Regions from separate parts of the Sus scrofa genome. Here region 2 is linked to region 1. Evidence: chromatin contacts called from public Hi-C data. All regions are on one chromosome and are shown on one strand. The core of a region is the stretch at or near the end of the contact, and the rest is flanking DNA. Distances in the headings are between cores, read along the strand shown. Region 1 overlaps MAP3K7CL (MAP3K7 C-terminal-like protein). Region 2 overlaps BACH1 (transcription regulator protein BACH1).

Region 1 (6,987 bases), core at 1,965-4,464:
TTGATTTAAACTTAAAATGAAAATACTCAGAGACCTTTCAGGCATAAATTAAAAAAAATTTTTAACAGTATTTTATATAGAAAGTGTTTGCTTGGATAGGGATGTAAAAAAGTCCTTTTAAAATTCAGGATTTAGGGAGTTCCTATTGTGGCACAGTGGAAATGAATCTGACTAGTATCCATGAGGATGCAGCTTTGGTTCCTGGCCTCGCTCAGTGGGTCTGGGATCCAGCATTGCCATGAGCTGTGGTAGGTAGCAGACGTGGCTCGGATGCTGCATTGCTGTGGCTGTGGTGTAGGACAGCAGCTGTAGCTCTGATTCAACCCCTAGCCTAAGAACTTCCATTTGCTGAAAGTGCGGCCCTAAAAAGCAAAAAAAAAAAAAAAAAAAAAAAAAAAAAATTCAGATTTAGATGAAGAGAGGGGAGTTCCTGTTCTGGCTCCGAGGTAACATATCCAACTAGTATATGTGAGGACTTGGATTTGCTTCCTGGCCTTGCTCAGTGGGTTAAGGATCTGGCATTGCTGTGAGCTGTGGTGTAGGTCACAGATGTGGCTTAGATCCCCAGTGGCTCTGACTGTGGTGTAGGGTGGCAGTAGGGGCTCTGAATTGACCCCTAGCCTGGGAGCTTCCATATGCTGCAGGTGTGGCCCTACAAAGACGAAAGACAGAAAAAACAAAGAAAAAGAAATTCAGGAGTTTCCGTCATGGAGCAGCAGAAACAAATCCCACTAGGAACCATGAGGTTTTGGGTTCGATCTTTGGCCTCTCTCAGTGGGTTAAGGATCTGGCATTGCTGTGAGCTGGGGTGTAGGTCGAAGATGCAGCTTGGATCCTGTGTTTCTGTGGCTATGGTGTATGCCAGCAGCTACAGCTCCCATTCAACCCCTAGCCTGGGAATCTCCATATGCTATGGGTGCGGCCCTAAAAAGACGAAGACCAAAAAAAAAAAAAAGAAAGACCAAAAAAAAGAAGAAATTTATTGGTAAAGGAATGCACCACAGCTCAAGCAACGCTAGATGCTTATCCCACTGAGCAAAGCCAAGGATGGAACCTGTGTCCTCATGGATACTAGTGAGGTTTGTTAATTACTGATCCACGAGGGGAACTCCACTAATAAATTTCTGATGTAGGGAATATTATGCCCATTTTGTAGAGGAGAAAACTGAGTCTCAAAGAGATGATGTAGATCGTCCTTATTCATCTATTAAAACGTGACTGACCCAAGATTCATGTGCAGGTCTGTCCTACGAAATGGCACTGACCTGCTGTTTCCTTAGAGGTTAGGAGGCTTCGCAGACAGTTACCAGGAAAGATGCTGCATGAGCCCCTGAACTGTAGCCACTGCCCAAACTCACTTGCCTCTTAAGTGTCAGTTTGCCCTTGGTGCCCTGAAGGATAGTCGCCAGGACACCAGCACTCAGCTGTTGTCCTGTAACTACATAATTTGTGGAGGCACGGTGCAGAAAAAAGGGGGCTCTTAGTTCAAAAATTATTGCCGATTTCAAGATAATGTATTCGATTATTAAGCCAAGTGCTGGCCTGTCTGGGCCAAGGGCTCTTGCGGCTGTGCAAGCATATTCCCATCTAGTCAGCTCTGACTGCAGGCTGCAGGAAGTGTAGACGCATTGAATGGATTCTGGCTGGGTTAACTGCCTCTCAAGTTCCAGGTAGGGGAGTGGAATGAGCCTTGGGAATATTCTCTGAGTGTGACTTCTCTCTCTCCTGAGGGCTTCTTCTCCATGTGGAAACCTACACTTATTCTACCAAGGATTTAGAGTTTCCAGCCTAGACACAGCTGGGTGGGGGTGGGAGTGATGGTCTCGGAAGTCTAGTCACGATGCTGACTAGAGCAGTTGTTCTCAAATGCTGGTCTGCAGACCTGGCCTGGCCTTGATGAAGTTTGCCTTTCTGATGGAAAACAAAAGAAATAAAGACATAGAAAGTGAGGTTGTGTGTGTGTGTGTGTGTGTGTGTGTGCGTGTGTGTAAAGCTAAATTTATCCAATATGATGGATATGCTTGTATTCTAAGATGATGCTTGTCTTAACGATTTGGCATTAAAATAGTCACTGTCATAAAGTGATGCTAATAATTCATGGTAGTTGTTTTGGAATCATCTTCACTAGCTGAATAAACATTTGGACACTCTAAGGGCACAATTCCCAATGTCTGGGGGGAAAATTTATTGGCTTATAATATACAAAATGTGTTGGGGGGGCCATGGACCGGAAGGTGAAGACGAGCAGAGCGGTATGGTGAAGAGCCCGGGTCCAGGAGACACCTCTTAGTCTTTCCAGACCACTTCCCCTTCTTTGGGCCCTTGTCTTCAGCTCTGCTCCGAGTCTGGGGCCAGATGACTGGCCAGTTCCTTCCAGCTGCAGCATTCTCTGAGAGCTCTGAGTGCATAGATCTAATTACTAAAGACTAATAACCCAGTGAGGAGCTGGATTACAGACCCAATGGGTCCCACTTCTCTGATTCACAGAGAGACACTGAGCAGACAATTTAAGGAAATCTGAAACAGAATAACCACCAAAGCAATCCAACAGCTGCTAAATAGATACTGGGACAAGCCCATCACAAAATGTACTATGGTATGTTATAATGGTTGGGATACCAATAAGACAGTTCTATCTTAAGTACCATTGACTTAGTCACATCGTGTTTGCAAAACAGGCAGTGAACATCTGCTTGCTTAAAAAAAAAATTCCTCTTTCATTCTTTCCTTTGTATTTCATTCTTTAACAAATTCCTGAGGATACGTTTTGCTTAGTCCATCCAGCCCACAGTGCCATTTTGAAAAGGAAACCTATGAATTATTTTATTAATGCATTAAAAATTTTATGAAGTGATTTGCCCATTTAGCATAGAACCTCAGTCCCTTGAATATAATAGGCATTCAACAAATATTTGGTAAATAAACACATTGTAATAATGTGCTTTTATCACATTGTAAACATACCTAGCCATGACTCTCCTTTTTTTTTTTTTTAAAGCCAAATTTGCCAAGGGGGTGTCTTGCATAGCTACTGTACATTCTACTTCTGGAATTGTCAAAACAAACTTAATTGCTCTTAGAAACTCTGATCCGGTATCACTGTCAAAATGTTTTACAGCGATTCGGCCAAATGTTTGTGGAACAGCTGTGCTACTAGTCTGCCTGAGTCATTTTCCTTCTTTCCTTTTGGCCCAATCCTGTGATTCATCATTCTGCTTTTAGAATATTTGCCTATTTTTAAAACCAGTCAAAGAAGGCAGCCACTGTTTAAAAGTAAACACACCACACATCAACTTGGAGCAGCTTTGTAAGCAGCTTTGCAAGCCCTGAAATTTCTGGCTGGCAAGGATGCCAGCCAAACCAGATGGCATCAGGCAGTGAAGTACAGGACTGGCTTTCAAACTCGGTAGTCTCCTTACATCTGCCTTTGGTTTTCTAGTTTCCGCTGCCATTTCCTGCTTGGATTAATCCACCTTGATCCAGTCTTTAACAAAAACCTTGCTTTTATTGTGTATGTCCCTCTAAATCATTTATTATATGTTTATTTATATGTCAATCAATTAGACTTTTTTTTTTTTTTTTCAACTCGAGGAGTCTGATCTTAAACCTTTACTTATCTGTAAAATTATCAGCCTGGTCACATATTTGCTTCTACATGGTGTGACTATTAACAATGACAGATTTTTATAATGGGGTTTATTAATTCTAAGTCATACCAGATATTTGCTATTTACTATAGTAAAATAAATGAATACATTTTTTCCTTTTTTATAATTAAGCAGGAAGGAGTGTGACTTCACAGGGAACAAGGTGGATTAATTCCCAGGAAGCCTTGATTTCCATCTCTGGCTGTCTTTTGGAATTCTAGAATGCACGATTTGCTCTTGTACTTCATAGAAATGGTTTCTCCTTCCAACAAATACCTGTTCATCTATGATTATTAGGGTTGGGGTGCCAGAGTATAACATGTTCCCATTTACCCGTGACAAATTGTTCTGGCCTTGAACTCAATGAGAGAAAATAATCACGATATTTGGGTTATTGCTATTTTATTGAAGTAAATTTAAAGGTACCTTAGACCAAAATCAGTTTAAAAAAAGATTTTTTTTTTTTCTTTTTCGGCTGCACCCATGGCATGTAGAAGTTCCCAGGCCAGGGATCAAATCTGAGCCAGAGCTGCAGCCTATGCCATGGCTGCCGCAATGCCAGATCCTTAACTCACTGAGCCACAGCAGGAATTTGCCAAATCGGTTTTATAAACTATAGGTTTTATAATAAAAGCTACCTCCAAAGGGTCAGTAGAAACAAGTGACTGGTTCTGTCTTTAAAAAAAAAAAAATCTGTTTTTTGTCCAATTTTTTTGCAAATGGTGGCGTAGATTTAAAAAATCACCTTATTTGGCAGAAGTTTCACCTCTTGGTAGGAACAGAGTATTCCAAGAGCTGGGGATTGGTTCTCCTTGTTTCTTAGTGCGACAGCTCTGCAGCCTGCAGCGAGGATCTTAGGAAGATTCCCCTGTTTAAACTCACTCTGTGATGCTATGTCAGTGAACTTGAGGGCGTCCAAGTTCAGGTATAGGAACAAATGAATTCACAGCTGGTCCCCAATTGTCATTGACTTAAGCCACTTTTAAGTGGCAGTATTATTATACTACTCTTTTTGTTTTTTTTGTTTGTTTGTTTTTTGTTTTTTAGGGCTGCACCTGCAACGTATGGAAGTTTCCAGGCTAGGGGTCGAACTGGAGCTACAGCTGCCCGCCTACGCTACAGCCACAGCAACACCAGATCCAAGCTGAGTCTGCAACCTACACCCTAGCTCACAGCAATGCCAGATCCTTAACCCACTGAGCAAAGCCAGGAACTGAACCCGAATCCTCATGGATACTAGTCAGGTTCGTTACAGCTGAGGCATAACGGGACGCCCTATCATACTAATCTTCACTAAAATATACCAGAGGCCCTTGAGGTGTTTAGCAGAGGTGAATCCTGTCCTTGTTTGAATTATCTTTCTGACGATTATCTTCGATGCTCTCAAAGAAATGTAATCTCTTAGAAGCTAGGAGCTCCTGGCGTGCTGTGTTTTATTCTGGATAGTACTGTCAGTGAGTAGGGAGAGGATGCTTGCTTCTGCTGCTGTATATGGCCCATACTGCTTCCTTTAATTTTTTTTGTTAATGGCTGCACCTGGGGTATATGAAAGTTCCCAGGCCAAGTTGGAGTGCAGCTGCTGGCCTATGCCACAGCCACAGCAACACCGGATCTGAGCTGCATCTTTGACCCATGCCACGGCTTATAGCAATGCCAGGTCCTTGACCCACTGAGCAAGGTCAGGGATTGAACATGCATCCTCACAGAGATAACATCATGGCCTTAACCCACTGAGCCACAGCAGGAACTCCTGCTTCCTTTAATTCAAATAGACCTTCAATGGCTTTTATAAATAAATTTGGTTACGGCAGTGAGAACATAAAAACCCTGATTTTTTTTCTTCTAGTTTAAAATAACATTTTTTTCTTCTTCTTTCTCTTTCTTTCTAGGGCCACACTCATGGCATATGGAAGTTCTCAGGCCAGCCGTTGAATGGGAGCTGTACCTGCTGGCCTACACCATAGCCATAGTAACACGAGATCTGAGCCACGTCTGTGACCTACACCACAGCTCATGGCAATGCTTGATCCCCGACCCACTGAGTGAGGGCAGGGATCAAACCCACATCCTCATAGATACTAGCTGGGTTTGTAACCTCTGAGCCACGACAGGAACTTCTGAAGTAGATTTGATGTTTCTGTTTTTTAGCCTATATTTGTCGTATTCTCCTAGACATACCTGGGATAGCTGTTGTCGATAAGGAGAGGACAGGAAATCAATGGCCAGGGGACCTGCAGATCCAGAGTTCACCAGGAGACACATAGGTTCTGCTGACAAGAGGGCTGTCCTCTAGTACCAGGGCTGGGCCAGACATATGTTCTTTTTTTTTTTTTTTTTTTTTTTTTAAAAATCATTCTCTTTGCGGCTGCTCCTGCACCTCATGGAAGTTTCTGGGCTAGAGGTTGAATCTGAGCTGCACCTGCCCCCTGCACTGTAGCTTGCAGCAACACCGAATCCTTAACCCACTGAGTGAGGTTAGAGATCGAACTTGTGTCCTCATGGACCCTATGACAGGTTCTTAACCCATTGAGCCACAACGGGAACTCCAGCAGCAGTTTGTTCTTGAAGATGCTTGAGAAAACTTCTCTCAGCTTTCCTCTGATACTTCTGTGAACTGCCTCTCTTGATTCAGCAAAGACCTGCTATTGCCAGTCAGCCCCCTGAAGGCAGCTGAGGACAGAGTGGCGGGTGCTCCCACGGCAGAGCAGTGGATTGGGTCCCAGGGTGGGGTTGCTGCCTGGTGCGTTGGGAAGAAATGCCCCAGTCGAGCTGCTGCCTGTTACCCACTCTAACCCTGGTCAGCTGCCCGTTAGTGGTGGTTTGTGGGGAGAGCAGAGGGCAAACCCATCACAGCTTGCCACCCTTGGAGTCTTTCAGAGCAGCACTGACACTTCTCTTTTTTACTAACACATTCTCCTGTCCCACGGAGGTTGTCCCGGTCACCCCATTAGCACCTTGTTAAAGCACTTTCCTGCGTATCATATTTTTTTTTGGTTTTGGCTCACGTAGGCGTATTGAAAGACAAGCAGTATTTCTTAGAGAGCTACCAGGCTGAACATTTGAGGATTCCGCTACTTGTCTGCAAAGTTTTGTTCAGACTAACGAAGCTCTCTGTGCTACTGTGTGTACCAAAGATGAGCAAAATTGCCTTCTGCATTCTTTCTGTCTCTAACTGGATGCATGAAAATAACCGAAGTAGGGTATACTGAAGATTTAACTCTGCAAGTCCAAAAATGGTAACGGCAAGACAGTTCTCCTGAGAGAAAGGGCTCCATAGTGAAGAATCATTTTATTTTCATGTTTTAGTGATACACCTCCTGAAGACTCTGATCCTCTGGCC
Region 2 (6,796 bases), core at 2,457-4,956, 180 kb after region 1:
CATCTGTGACGCAGAATGTCGCTGGGTGAGAGCGCGGTGTTCGCCTACGAGTCCTCGGTGCACAGCGCCCACGTGCTGCTCAGCCTGGACGAGCAGCGCCGGAAGGACGTGCTGTGTGATGTCACGGTCCTGGTGGAGGGCCAGCCCTTCCGCGCCCACCGGGCCGTGCTGGCGGCCTGCAGTGCCTACTTCCACGCCAGGCTCTCGGGCCAGGCCGACGCTGAGCTGCGCATCACTCTGCCTGAGGAGGTGGGAGAGGTCACCCTGATTTTAACCGAATGTCATTAATTCTGTCATGGTTTATAAAGTTAAAATAGGCCAAGGAGCCCTTCCTTGGCTTCTGCAACAGTGCATTTCCTTAGCTTTTTTGTTTTCTTGGAAATGATGACATTTTCCATGTAAAATGATTAACTTTGGGTGCTAGTTAGTATTTATTGAGCAGTTGAATAATTTGACCCCTGTTACATTATTTTTGATGAAATGACGCAGCGGGTGGATTACAGACATTTGGTGAGGTCATGTTGGGTGGGAGGGACCACACTGCAGGCCATACTCTTCCTTTTTTCCTGTGATGAGGAGCTGTGATGGGGATTAGGGGTCTCCACAGCCTCCATTCCTCTCAGACATGCCCTCGTGGACATGGGCTGGGAGTGAATTGGTGGCTCCCTGGGATGCTCAGTGTTAATTGTTTTAACTATGAGCCAGAGTTGCCAGATTTTTCAGCTTTTCAAGTAGCTCTTAGCAAAGCATTTTAGAATTTGGAGGGAACCCAAAAGATTATGCATTCCAGCCTCCTCATTTTGTCTACGTGTGGGTGTTAAGGTACTCCAGAACTGTTCTTTTTTCTCTCCCTCTCTTCTTTCTTGAGATTGTGGCTTATGCATTATTAGAAAAAGGGTGCTATTATGTCATCTTTATAGAGCCTTGTTCTCACACACCTTTTGCCCACCAGCCTGTTGTGGAGCTTACTCATCTGGACATTTAAGTCTTTGTTACCATCCTGCCTCTAGGAGACCTCTCTCTAGGGCTGGAGCTGGGTGCAGGGACTCTTCCAGCAGCTTGCTTGATTGCGTTAGTATCTACAGCTGGAAGAGTGCTGAGCTTTAGGCATTGGGACACACATCAGAAGCTGTTAAAAGGAATTTGGACAAAGCATGTGTGTAACAGCTCTGTGCAGGCTGCTCTTTGATGACAGTGTATCTTGATCATTCTTAGAAGAATTCAGTGTTTTAAAACTAATTTTGTGTCTTAAGCCCAGAATGAGACTTTCCTTGTGTTGCCATGGGCTTCAGTTGCCCCTCATTTTGCAGAGGCAGTGTAAATGCACAAGTTCCTACTTAAAGATGTTACTACCTAGAGTCCATGAATCTTTTCTGAAACAATACTTGGCATAATTTTTTAGATCTTCTCTTAGCTCACTTTTTAAAACTGAAATTAAAAAATTTTATTAGATTTTTGTCATGAGATAAAAGATAAAGATAATAGTTACCATTTACTGTGCATTCCCCATGGGTCAGGACTTTAGATACTTTGTTTTCCATTGTTACAAATTTCACATTTGTAGTTTATAGCAGTTGGGGAGTTGGTGGAATGTAGGGACCACATGGAGATGGGATGGCAGCAGACACCTGGCACTTGACTCTGTGTTGCAACTTGTGTCCATGCTGCTTTCTTCCATAGATGATTTCTTTCAGCTAATGTGGACAGTTGTGGCGGTGTTTATGTCTTACCTCCTATCAGTAAACTGAACTCCATGGGTCATTGAGAGTGAAATCTATAAAGTGGAGGGTGTGATTGTAATGAATAGGATGTGCGAACTATGCTTTCCCAGACTCCCTTTGCTTTACATTTCCTGGAAGAATGTTTTTTCTTACCAAATTAAAATACCCATTAAAATAAGCCGTTATGGAGAGGTTACCCATCTTGCCATTCATTCCCTTCCTACTTCTCTTGTACTTATCTACTAGACAGCTTTCATGTGATGCATTTGTTTTTATTTTGTATATTAACAGGTGACAGTTAAAGGATTCGAACCTTTAATTCAGTTTGCCTACACCGCTAAACTGATTTTAAGTAAGGACAATGTGGACGAAGTATGCAAATGTGTGGAATTTTTAGGTGTATCTGATATTGAGGAATCCTGCTTTCAGTTTCTCAAATACAAGTTTTTGGACTCTGCTGCAGACCAGCAAGAATGCCCAAGAAAAAAATGTTTCTCATCATCCTGTCAGAAACCAGATTTTAAATTTTCACTTTTGGACCAGAAGGATTTAGAAATTGATGAAGTGGAGGAATTTTTGGAACACAAAAATGTGCGGACTCCTCACTGTAAACTCCGCCGGTATCAGGGGAGTGCACAAGTACTGCCTCCTCTGCAAGACAGTGCCAGTCAAACATGTGAATCCATGTGCTTAGAAAAGGATGCTGCTCTGTCTCTGCCGTCTTTATGCCCCAAATACCGGAAGTTCCAGAAAGCGTTTGGAACTGACAGAGTCCGTGCTGTGGAGTCCAGTGTCAAAGACATTCACACTTCTTCTGTTCAGCCAAACGAGCCCTCCGAACGTGAGTGTTCAGGAGGTGTCCAGGACTGTGCAGATTTGCAGGTGATTTTAAAATGTGAAGAAAGAAAATTAGCAATGGAACATGAAGAAGCCAAGAAGAAAGATCCTGCCTCTCAGTGCCCATCAGAAAAAACAGGAGCAACTCCTTTCCCCCCCAGTTCTACAGACCCCCATGGGCTCTATTCTCTGTCTCTTTTACACACGTATGACCAATATGGTGACTTGAATTTTGCTGGTATGCAGAACACAGCAGTGTTAACAGAGAAGCCGTTGTCGGGTTCAGATGTTCAAGAAGAAAAAACTTTTGGTGAGAGTCAAGATTTACGTTTGAAATCTGACTCTGGCTCCAGGGAAGATAGTAGCCTTGCCTCAAGTGATCTGAGTAGTGTAGAGCGAGAAGTGGCAGAACACCTAGCGAAAGGCTTCTGGACTGACATTTGCAGCACGGACTCTCCATGCCAAATGCAATTATCACCTGCCATGGCCAAAGATGGCTCAGAACAGATCTACTCCCAGAAACGGTCTGAGTGTCCCTGGCTAGGTATCAGGATTAGCGAGAGCCCGGAACCGGGTCAGAGGACTTTTACAACGCTGAGTTCTGTCAATTGCCCTTTTATAAGTACTCTGAGTACTGAAGGCTCTTCGAGCAATTTGGAAATCGGAAATGATGATTATGTTTCAGAGCCCCAGCAGGAGCCTTGTCCCTATGCGTGTGTGATTAGCTTGGGAGACGACTCTGAAACAGATACTGAAGGAGACAGTGAACCCTGTTCAGCCAGAGAACAAGAATGTGAGGTGAGCAGAAAATAAGTGAGTTGTTAAGTCATTGTTTTACCACCATTCATTGGGATTAATGTGTCAGCACCTGTTGCACTGCTAGGGACCTGAGCCGACTCAGGCAGGGAGGGGAGACATCCATGTACAGTAGTTTAAAAAAACAGGATAAATACCAGGAGTGCGGGAAGAAGTATGAAAGACTTCTGTCTTCATATATTTCAAATAGGTGTATTTATTATGTTAACGAGGGAGTAGATTCATACATTGGCTGTTTAACTGTTCAAATTAAATGCCATGTCCCAAGAGGGAAAAGAGTAATAACTCTGTAATCATTATGTGATAACTTCTAGTTAAATACAGCACATATTTAGTCGTGTTCATTGCCACAAGGATGTCTAGACGCGGGACTAGTCACTTAGCAATGACTTAGCAGTGACTCATTTTAGGAATGTGGCTTCTGATCCAGAGTTTTCTTTAAATTAGCCTCTCATAGCTATTAATGTTTTTCTTATTTTTTCCTTAGCCATTTCAGCTGTTAATTTAGAGAATGTCTTAATCATTTAGCACGCATTTTGTATACCTGGTATGGCATTAATCATATTATGATCTATATGCTTTGTGTACAAATGATTGTATTTGATAGATGCTTTTTTGTAAAACATTACTGTAGTTCCAGTAAAAATAAGGGCTTGTTAGTTCTTTATCATTCTCTTTGTCTTTATATTTGTTGGATGACATAGTTTGGAAGAATGAAAGAGTTCCCCCCCCACCCCGGCTTTGCAGGGAGGCGATTGTTGATTTAATTTAAGAAGTAATATGTATGCATGAGTTACATCCATAAATTTTTATATGACATTGGTAATTCCAATGTTTGGAACTATGAAAAGAATGTTAAAAATGAAACATTTATGAAGTTTTAGATTATTTCATGTAACTAATTTCTGTCAGCTTGAAAGACTAAGTAATTTGCCAAAGAAACTGACCAGTGTTTCATTTGCATTTTTGATAATTACGGTAATTAACTATCCCTCAGTGTCGTTTCTTTCTAATTATCTTTTTTTTCAAATTTAAGTGTGTTGAAAATGACTTTAAAATATTCATAAGGTTTTTTTCTAACAGTTTCTACATTGGCAAGTAAAATGAATTATGTGAAACTGTCATTTGCCTGACAGAAAAATAAGTTCTCTGAAATCTTTAGAAATTACTAGTGTTTTTATGCCAGTATTAAATCAATGCTACACAGTAATATAAATCAAAAAATAAAATCGATTGGTTTTGGTTTGGATAACAATACATTAAACACACTTTAGAAAGAGCCTTACAGATATCTGTGGGGTATTAATATGCCCTAGTAAAATTATTAAAATTCTGTTTTTAATCTTAAGTATATTAATATTTGTGTCAGGATGTTTGATTTACTGAAAAAAAGTCTGCTTCTAAATTTATTTATCTTCTGAACCCTCTTGAAAATAGAATAGAAATATCCATTAAATTAGGAGTCCCCACTGTGGCTCAGCAGGTTAAGAACACGACTTGTATCCATGAAGACGGAGAGTTTGATCCCTGGCCTCGTTCAGTGGCTTAAAGCATCTGGTGTTGCCATGAGCTGAAGTGTAGGTTGCAGACATGGCTTGGATCTGGTGTTGGTGTGGCTGTGGTGTAGGCCGGCTGTTGCAGCTCCTATTTGACCCCTAGCCTGGGAACTTCCATATGCCACAGGTGCAGCCATTAAAAAAAAAAAAAAAATCCATTAAATTTTCAGTCTTTTTTAATAAGAGATCATTTAGAAATTGGGAATAGGGGTCTTCTTTAAGTCTAAATGAAGTTCCTTGGAAAACCTAGATATGTATTTTTCTTCTTCCTAGATTTAAGTGTAACTACAAAATATAGCAACAATGACTAATGTTTATTTTTCCTTCTAGGTGAAACTGCCATTTAACGCACAACGGATAATTTCACTCTCTAGAAATGATTTTCAGTCCTTGTTGAAAATGCACAAGCTGACTCCAGAACAACTGGATTGCATCCATGACATTCGGAGAAGAAGTAAAAACAGAATTGCTGCACAGCGCTGTCGCAAAAGAAAGCTTGACTGTATACAGAATCTTGAGTCAGAAATCGAGAAGTTGGTAAGCATACAAGTTTCTTGTTATTCTAATTCCGGCAATTCCTACTTTCTTTTTTTTGTGCAAGAAATAGCTGTTTCAGTTCCTAAGTTAGATATAATGCCTAATTATATATTAATTTTAAAATTTACCAATTAATAATTTTAACAAAAGTATGACATTTTCAGAAAGTTTAGGAAATAAAAAACAATGAGGGTGTGAGTAGACTATTTTACCCTTGTAAGTGTTCTACATATTTAGTGTGATATACTACAGTATGTAAGTTGAGAACTGTGTGTGCTTTAAAAAAGTGATACACAGACTAATGGTAATTTTAGTATCTACCTAATTCTTAATGGTTGAGTAAAAGTTAAGTTATAAAGCACTTTACTCTCTTTGTGCTGTGTGTGGTGTCTATAAAAGCTAATGTACCAGTTGTTAGTTTAGATTAACTAGTAACTTGTTTTACCAAAACAAAGTAGCCAATTTGATTTTCCATCTAAGGGAAAAAATTCACATGCTGATATGAATAAAACACTTTAAGATCTAATGACACCCAAGTCAGAAGAATGCTTACTTTATTGAATCTTATTTTCTATTACAGCATCAAAACACAAATTAACTGAGAAATGGATTAAGTTCCACCCATGTTTCTCTGTACCCTAGCGGTTGGTAGAAGGAAGCATTGTATGAAGAAAGATACCTAATAGTGCTGGCTAGCTAAAGCTAAAATATGGTTAGAGATGGCAGGGAAATGGTGCCTACAAGTAATAAAAACAGTAATTGAATGTTCAGTTTGGGGTCTTTGTTGGTAAAAGTTTACAGTTGTGATTATAGCAAATCTTTATTTTTCCCTTTTTCTTTTTATGGGTGCACCCGTGGCATATGAAAGTTTCTGGGCTAGGGGTCAAATTGGAGCTGCAGAGGCCTACTCCACAGCTATACCAACACCACATCAGAGCCGCCTCTGTGAACTATGCCACGGCTTGCGGCAATGCTGGATCCTTAACCCACTGAGCAAGGCTAGGAATCGAACCTGCATCCTCACAGAGACAGTGTTGGGTTCTTAATCCACTGAGGCACAATGCGAACTCCTTTGATCATAGCAACTCTTTAAACTTGGAATGTTCTAACTATGAATATCAGTTTAACAGCAACGGTTTAGCAAAAGCAAAAAAAAACCTCATTGCCTTTATATGCCTTTGAAAAAGTAGAACAGGGAGTTCCCATTGTGGCTCAGTGGAAATGAACCCAACTAGTATCCATGAGGATGTGGGTCTGATCCCTGGCCTCGCTCGGCCGGTGAAGGATCTGGTGTTGCTGTGAACTGTGGTGTAGGTGGTAGATGCTGCT

The links. A called contact is a pair of places that touch in the nucleus more often than the background predicts.
Region 2: a contact with region 1 is called in a Hi-C map of skeletal muscle, with 4 times the contacts expected there. The contact joins two enhancer-like sites. A contact is called at or near these places in 1 of 47 Hi-C or Micro-C datasets (skeletal muscle) and 1 of 2 datasets of contacts at active chromatin or transcription factors (alveolar macrophages).

Annotation. Positions count from the first base shown.
Region 1 is chr13:192,499,532-192,506,518 of Sscrofa11.1, forward strand. MAP3K7CL (MAP3K7 C-terminal-like protein) reads left to right here. Exons shown (of 6, transcript XM_021070880.1): 4 at 6,954-6,987. Among named protein-coding and RNA genes, the nearest start is that of MAP3K7CL, 14 kb to the left of the region's middle. Within about 2 kb of position 3,215, at least 6 of the 83 cell types and tissues checked have an H3K27ac peak or open chromatin away from gene starts, as enhancers often do. A contact at or near this core is called in skeletal muscle, where this site is marked.
Region 2 is chr13:192,680,080-192,686,875 of Sscrofa11.1, forward strand. It overlaps BACH1 (transcription regulator protein BACH1), which reads left to right. Exons shown (of 5, transcript XM_021070889.1): 2 at 1-249; 3 at 2,013-3,356; 4 at 5,261-5,467. The coding sequence starts at 16. Among named protein-coding and RNA genes, the nearest start is that of BACH1, 27 kb to the left of the region's middle. Within about 2 kb of position 3,707, at least 9 of the 83 cell types and tissues checked have an H3K27ac peak or open chromatin away from gene starts, as enhancers often do. A contact at or near this core is called in skeletal muscle, where this site is marked.